2 separate regions of the Mus musculus genome follow, and region 2 is linked to region 1. A link is a contact called in public Hi-C data. All regions are on one chromosome and are shown on one strand. The core of a region is the stretch at or near the end of the contact, and the rest is flanking DNA. Distances in the headings are between cores, read along the strand shown.

Region 1 (3,616 bases), core at 771-3,270:
ATAGCACCCCCTTGTTGGTACAAAGAAGACATTGAGCATCTTCACCTCCAGGCCAGGTTGCTTAGTGTGGCAAGGTAGTCACTGAGCAAAAATTGCCTATTTCATCTGCAGACTAATACTGTCCGTGTAAAGAACATATTATACAGAATAGTTGACTGCTGGCTTTGCTGAGACGGAGTGAAGAGTCCTTAATTCTGCTTTGCAAAAGTTGTCAGATGATCCTGATCCATAAGGCCAAACTGACACTCCAAGATTTACAGGAATTACAGGTCTGTCTTTGTAGCTAGCTGTCTCTACATTTATCTGAGAAGCTATTTTGATATTTGATATTTTCTACATACCCAAGTAATGCTTAAGTTTTTCTCAGATTTCTGATGAGGTTGCAAACTAGTTTTAGTTTATAATCAAACTTGAGTTGTTTAACATTGAAAGAAAGAGTTTGTAGAGTAGACGACATGATTTTCAGGTGGCATTACAGGCTAAAATCTAAACATAATCTAGGGATAGAATCATAACTCTTTCAGTTAGGAATGATGGTAGAGCACTTTACCTAGTTGACAAATATGATGGACTGGATGTCATTTGTAATACTGTGTAATTTACATGGTTGTTAGGGTTTTGTTCAATTTATGTCTGGGAGAAGATTTTGATTTTGAAAATGTGACAGACAAGGTGAGGTGTAGGGAACAGTTATGATGCTAAGGACCTGGTCCCCACTGGTTCTTGATTTGTCAGTAAAGAAAGCTGGGGGCTGATTGCTGTGCAAAAGGTACAGACAGGACTTCTGGGTCCCAGGAGGAAAAGGCAGACAAAAAGAAGGAGAGAGGAGTTTCTGCCATGCTTTAGAGGGAGACGAACACAGCAACCACGTGAGGTCCCTGGGGGTGGGGAGATTTGGGACCTGTGGCCACAACTATAGGTTGGGACTGAGTATGTTTGACAGGTGTTAGATGGGACTACCCACTGAAGTTTAGGGCTGGTGCAGAGACAGAGATAATAAATTGATAAGGGCAAGCTTTTCCAGGTGGGAAATACCAGTGCCCAGCAATTGTGCCAAGAAGGCAAGTTATAAAAGAACAAACTGTGTTTATATGTTTTATCCATGGATTGGGGGAAGTTGAGAGAGGACTGGTAGTACAGTTACCTCCCAGAGCTAAAGGCAGGTAAAACAAAAGGGAAGCCAAGAGGGAGCTGAGAGCACTGTTTATCTTGGAACAAATCTTCATGCAACAACCAGCTAGCAGTCTGTGCAGAATTTATACTCCTATCTGATATTTTGCTCTTACCTCTCTTGCTTCCTGGACTCCTTTTTCATTATGATTTCTTAGCTGTGCTCCTTGCTACCATGAGTCAAGACAATAAAGTTGAGGAGGTTTTCCATTACAGCCACATGCTCAAGATTGTTTTCTTCTCACATTAATATGTTGCAATATACTCCACAGGAAGATACTTAGAGGTAAGTTGATTGGACAGTGCATCAGGAAGCCATAGCTCTTTTGATTCTGTAATAGAGTGAGATTATTATGAAAGATCTTTATCTAGGAGCAAGGAAACACCTAACCTCTGTGAACATTATTCTTTAACTTCCCATCTTCTAGAATCAAAAGATATTATTTTTTTTTGTCCTGTAGATGTCCGTTTGTCATAACAGTATGCAGGGAGTGATACATCTTAGGAACAAGAGGAGTGCTTTTGCATAAATGTAGCACAAGTTCTCTTAACCTTGAAATCAACTCTCAAGCTCCAAAACTATTTTAGCCAACATGCTTCACTCAAAGTTTAAATCAAAGAGGGAGAAAAGCATAATTTCCTTCAATGTTGCAATCTCTTCTTCTTCTGGTCATGTGAATGTCAGAACACAAATGCTGTTATTCATCTCAGTACCAGGTACAGGTAAGGAAGAAAACCACAGACGTTTGGAATCTGCATCTTACTCTCCATTTGTGTCCAAGAGAGGGGCAAGGATCTGTGCAGAAAGCTTGTGGCCTTTGTTATACACAGCATGACTCAAAGGGAATAAAAGCCAAAATGTGCTGGCTCATCCCTGTTCTCAAGTACATTGTGTTTAAGTTGATTCACTAGAATGGAATGAGCCAGATTTAGAACTTCCTCAAAGATCATGCACCAAGATTGATTTTAATCTGGCTGAATAAAATTGTGCTTTTCCATTGGAAAAACTTAATAGAAGAACCTATGTTTAGAAAAGGTACAAAGAAAGTTCAGATTCAATCTATACTGTTTAGTTAGATTTAGTAGATTTTTTTTTTAAATCTTTATTTTTTTTTTATGGTCCAGTTGTTTTCCCTCTCCCAGTCCACCCTCCAACAGTTTCTCATCCCATCCTTTTCCCCTGTCTCCAAGAGGATGTCCTCAGCCCTCTAATCCCTCCCCACCCCACCAGGTCTTCCCAATTCCCGGGGCCTCATGTCTCTCAAGGGTGAGGTGGATTCTGCCATGTTCCCGCCTTGATGATACTGGCTGGACTGAACCTCAGAACTTTTAAATTAGCCTCAATTAAATGTTGTTCTTTATAAGACTTGCCTTGGTCATGGTGTCTGTTCACAGCAGTAAAACCTGAAGACAGATGGTAACACTGTTCCTCTACTTGATGACCTGTCTTTCTACTGGAAATGGACTCTACAAGTTCTCTCTCCCTACAGCTGGGCATTTCATTTAAGATCCCTCCCTTTGAGACCTGAGAATCTCTTATCTCCCAGGTCTCTGGTATGTTCTAGAAGGTCCCCCCTACTCCCACCTCCTGAACTTGAAGAAAATTAGATTTTATAGCTTTTTATTTTTAATGGAGTTTGAAGGCTGGAGAGATTGCTTGGTGGTTAAGCACTGGCTTCTCTTGAAGAGGTCTTGAGTTCAATTCTTAGCAACCACATAGTGGCTCACAACCATCTATAATGGGATCTGATCTGAAGCTCTCTTCTGGTATGTCTGAAGATAGTGACAGTGTACTCACACATATAAAATAAATGAATCTTTAATTAGTAGATTTTAAAGACTCTGCTTAAACTTTAGGAAATAGAATTTGGAGTAAGGCTCATAACTTTTACATTATTTGGAATAATTCCTCAATAGTGAGATAGACCTACACATCTGAATATATCATGTCTGGTGATTTTGCTACTTAATAGCTTCATAATTTTAAACACTGAGATACCAGGTTTTCTTCAGTCTACTATGAAATAATAAGACAGAGTGAAAATAGAGATCATTAAATTTAATATGAAAATTATACCATATGCATTGTATTAATGTCAAATAGAGGGAACTACAGCACCATACTAAAGAGATAACTAAATATATACATGAATGAAAATGTCCCTATGAAATATAGAACCACATGCCATGAATATATAATAATCAAACATAAACGAAATAATATGTATTGATTTAAAAACTAATATTAGAAATGTTGTTTAGTGAAGACATGGCTCCTGAGGTGACTTTTGTGTGTCTCTAAATTGTTGGTGGGCATTCATTCTTATGTTATCAGGAAATGTGATAGAGTTACATCACAGTGAATTTGACCATGATAATATATCTTACACTAGCTTTATCATCTTCTGATGGGCTCATAGCAGAGACTCCTTAGACATTTTTCAGG
Region 2 (3,477 bases), core at 347-2,846, 330 kb after region 1:
AAAAGAGCCTATTCTGTTGTCTCCTCAGGGACTCTGCCTCTGCTTCATGGTGGCTAGCCTCAGCTTCTCTCCACAGCCCCTTTAATGCTGAGAGCACCACTACAACGGAGGACACTTTCACCAGTGGCCATTAGAGCCTACGGTGCCCAGCCTCAGCTCTTCCCATATCCTCTTCGATCTTGAGCATCTCCACTGAAGCTAAGGCTGCACCTTCACCAATGGCCGTCCTGGCCTCTCTCAATGCCAAGCCTTGGCTGCTATTCGTGACCATTTTAATCCTGTAGACTTTAGGCCATGAAAAAAAGAGGGACATATGGGTGAGTATCACACACTACCAAGTTTGTCTCACAGCTGCAGATGTATCCTTGGCCACCACTGGCCACATCACACATCTGTATGATGTCCCTGAGAATATATCTCCCCAGTGAGTTCCCCAGATTTTCAAATCCACAACTCCAAAATGCTACAATCCTCTCAAAAAAAAAATTTTTTTTTTGGTCAGATTCATCACACCACAGCCCAAATTCCTAATATTAATATTGATTGTAAATTTGACAGGATCTAGAATCACCTTGGAGACAGCCTCAAGACATTCCTCTTAGACATACCTAGATGAGGCTATCCAGTATGCATTGCATACCTGTTAGGGACACACACACACACACACACACACATATATATATATATATGGTTAATAGAAGTGAGAATAACCGCCTTAAGTAGGTGTTCTAGGCTGAATGGAAAGGAGAAACAAAACTAAGCATTCTATGCTTCCTAACTACAGATGCAATGTGGACATCTATTTCCTCAAACTCCTGCTGCCATGATTCACCTGTGATGACAGAATGTACCCTTGAATTGTGAGCCAAAATCAACCCATTTTTCCTCAAGTTTCTTTTGTCAGGATAATGAATACAAACGCCATGAGCTGATGCAGTTATCTGTCCTAGGTAACCGTTGTGGCTAGGAAGGGTAAGTCCAGGGCTCTGCTCCGGGCGGTCTGCCTGTCCTTCCGTCTGTGCTCTTGGCTGTGGTAGTGCTTCCTGCCTCTCAACTATCGTGCTCATTTTCTAGCCTTCTCTGGCACTTGTGTATTCCAGCATACACTAAGCATGAGGAAATCTATTTGAATTGCTATAAAAGGGCATGAGGGACATTTATCATATTTTCAACTTTTCTCCAGATAAATATAAACTGAAAAAATAAATATAAAACTGAAAAAAAAATTTATACCAAATTTTCAGCATACATTTAAGTGCTTTCTAGCTAACTATAATTAAGGTATAGGTAGATAATTGCATTATTAAACAGTGGCTTTGACATTTACAAATTTAAAACAAACTAAGGCCTGAAATTTGGACAGAAGCAGAGGACATAATCACTCTGACATGACAACAGGAGGGATTCTAATTAAAATATATGGACAGTTTTGGCAGGAAGGAAAAGCTTTTAATGACTTCTATTCTGTTTGCTCTATCTAAAGCAAAACAGTTCATAGTAAAACTTTCTTTTTCTACCCATGATAAGGCCTCATAGCAGCCAATGCTATCTGCATAAGACCAAGCATTCCTGCATGGGTGGTGGTGGCGACTCATCAAGTGTGATGGCTTAAGAATGTTGTCCCTGGTAGGTCAACTATGCTCCCACACCCAGGAGTATATGTATAGCACAAATTGGGAGAGGGAGGCCAGGACAAGAAGTTGGGAGTGCCTAGAGGGTAGCCAGAGGCCCTCAGAGAAGTTGGGGGAAAGTGTTTTGATACACGGTGTACACAGACGACATTCTCAAAAATGTAATAGTATATATTAAAAAGGCTGAGGCAGTCCATCTTTGTACAGGTCTGTTTTGTTAGAAAAAGAGAAAGGGAAGGAAAGGAAAGGAAAGGAAAGGAAAGGAAAGGAAAGGAAAGGAAAGGAAAGGAAAGGAAAGGAAACAAAGGAAAGGAAAGGAAGAGAGAGAGAAAGAGAGAAAGGGAGGGAGGGAGGAAGAAAGAAAGAAAGAAAGAAAGAAAGAAAGAAAGAAAGAAAGAAAGAAAGAAAGAAAGAAAGAAAGAAAGAAAGAAAGAAAAGGATAAAGAAACTAAATCAATACAGTCATGGTATTTTTCCAATAGTCTGGCTGTGTGCTAGGAATTATGATATTGTATAATTCATTTAATCTTTATTATTGACTAACACTTTATTATTGAGGAAATTTATGCACTAAAGCTCCTTTCTGATGAAGCTTAGGCTCTGCCCAGACAGAATGTCCCAGGCTCAGAGGACCAGGCCTCGGTGCCTCATGGCAGGAGGAAATGGGCCACTCCAACCATCCACATTAGCAGCCTTTCCTGAGAACAGCCTTTTGCCTTCTCCTCCTTCCGTCACTGCCTGTGCCTGAGCTCTTCCCTGATTCCTTCAGACCCGCATGCTCACCCGCTTCTCAGTATGAGCTGTGGAAGGTGAAAACCCTCCTTTTCAGCAAACCATTGCAGTCAGCAGCATTGAACCTGAAAGTCAGACCTCACTGAGCAGGAACCTAACATCTGAACCTCCAGTTATTTCAGTTTTATAATCAGCAGTGATCTTCTACTTGCGTCTTCATTTTAGAATCCACTGACCAGCATCTCAGCAAATGAATCAAAGAGGGATGACACATTTCATATCTTTGAATAACCCTAAAATCAGGAAAAGGCGGATCACAGGAAAGGGATGACTAGCTCAGGAGTCCTCAGGCGTTAGTGTGCAGTACAATCAAGGTGGCTTATGAAAGCAGACTTCCAGGCCCATGCCTAGAGCCTCTCACTCACAGGAAGCTCGGGGTAGGTCCCAGCACCCGCATTTCTAAGGAGACCCCAGATGGTGCGGATGTCGCTCTCTGGAGTCTATGTTCCAGGGAGCCAGTGAACGGAACCAGTGTGGGAGGGCATTTAATCATTTAACTCCCAGATGTACCTTAGGAAGCTCCAGCTGGTACACATCTGTAAGTGAGCTGAGGTCCGCAGCGGAAGCAGATGTAGTACTGCATGGTTCCACCTGACAAAGAAAAACATCCAAAAGGTGACTGTTAGCAAGTTTTGTTTCAAATATAAGTGCCGCTTCATCAGAATGATTTCATGTTATATATTACTTGTATCTTAATATCTAATCATAGTTATCATAGTGTGTTTTATATTAAAATCCTTGGGAGGTGTGACTGGACAGCCGTTGTGTTTGGAACATCACACACTCCGGTGGTTGGATATTTGCCTGGGTTTCCTCAATAATGAACTGTGAGGAGCCAGCGCTGACTGAAGAGGCGCCATGCAGCATTCTTCCCTCCCAAGTTAGGATGGGTATTCAGAAACTATTGAACGCTTTCCATAAAAGTTATTAAATAATACCGTTTAAGGGCAAAGTTGGTACAATATGAAAATACAAGTTTACCATCTACAACTCACCCAAACTTATATCCCATGAGGAAACCGCTTGAAACAGGTTATGCTTTCTTTACCTGTCT

The links. A called contact is a pair of places that touch in the nucleus more often than the background predicts.
Region 2: a Hi-C map of embryonic fibroblasts shows a contact between it and region 1, with 2.6 times the contacts expected there. The contact joins two enhancer-like sites. A contact is called at or near these places in 1 of 484 Hi-C or Micro-C datasets (embryonic fibroblasts) and 1 of 9 other capture datasets (adipose tissue).

The regions. Positions count from the first base shown.
Region 1 is chr4:80,970,036-80,973,651 of GRCm38.p6, forward strand. No RefSeq gene overlaps it. Among named protein-coding and RNA genes, the nearest start is that of Lurap1l, 61 kb to the left of the region's middle. Within about 2 kb of position 2,021, at least 45 of the 459 cell types and tissues checked have an H3K27ac peak or open chromatin away from gene starts, as enhancers often do. A contact at or near this core is called in embryonic fibroblasts, where this site is marked.
Region 2 is chr4:81,300,660-81,304,136 of GRCm38.p6, forward strand. It overlaps Mpdz (multiple PDZ domain crumbs cell polarity complex component), which reads right to left. Exons shown (of 47, transcript NM_010820.3): 32 at 2,934-3,014. Among named protein-coding and RNA genes, the nearest start is that of Gm25803, 36 kb to the right of the region's middle. Within about 2 kb of position 1,597, at least 13 of the 459 cell types and tissues checked have an H3K27ac peak or open chromatin away from gene starts, as enhancers often do. A contact at or near this core is called in embryonic fibroblasts, where this site is marked.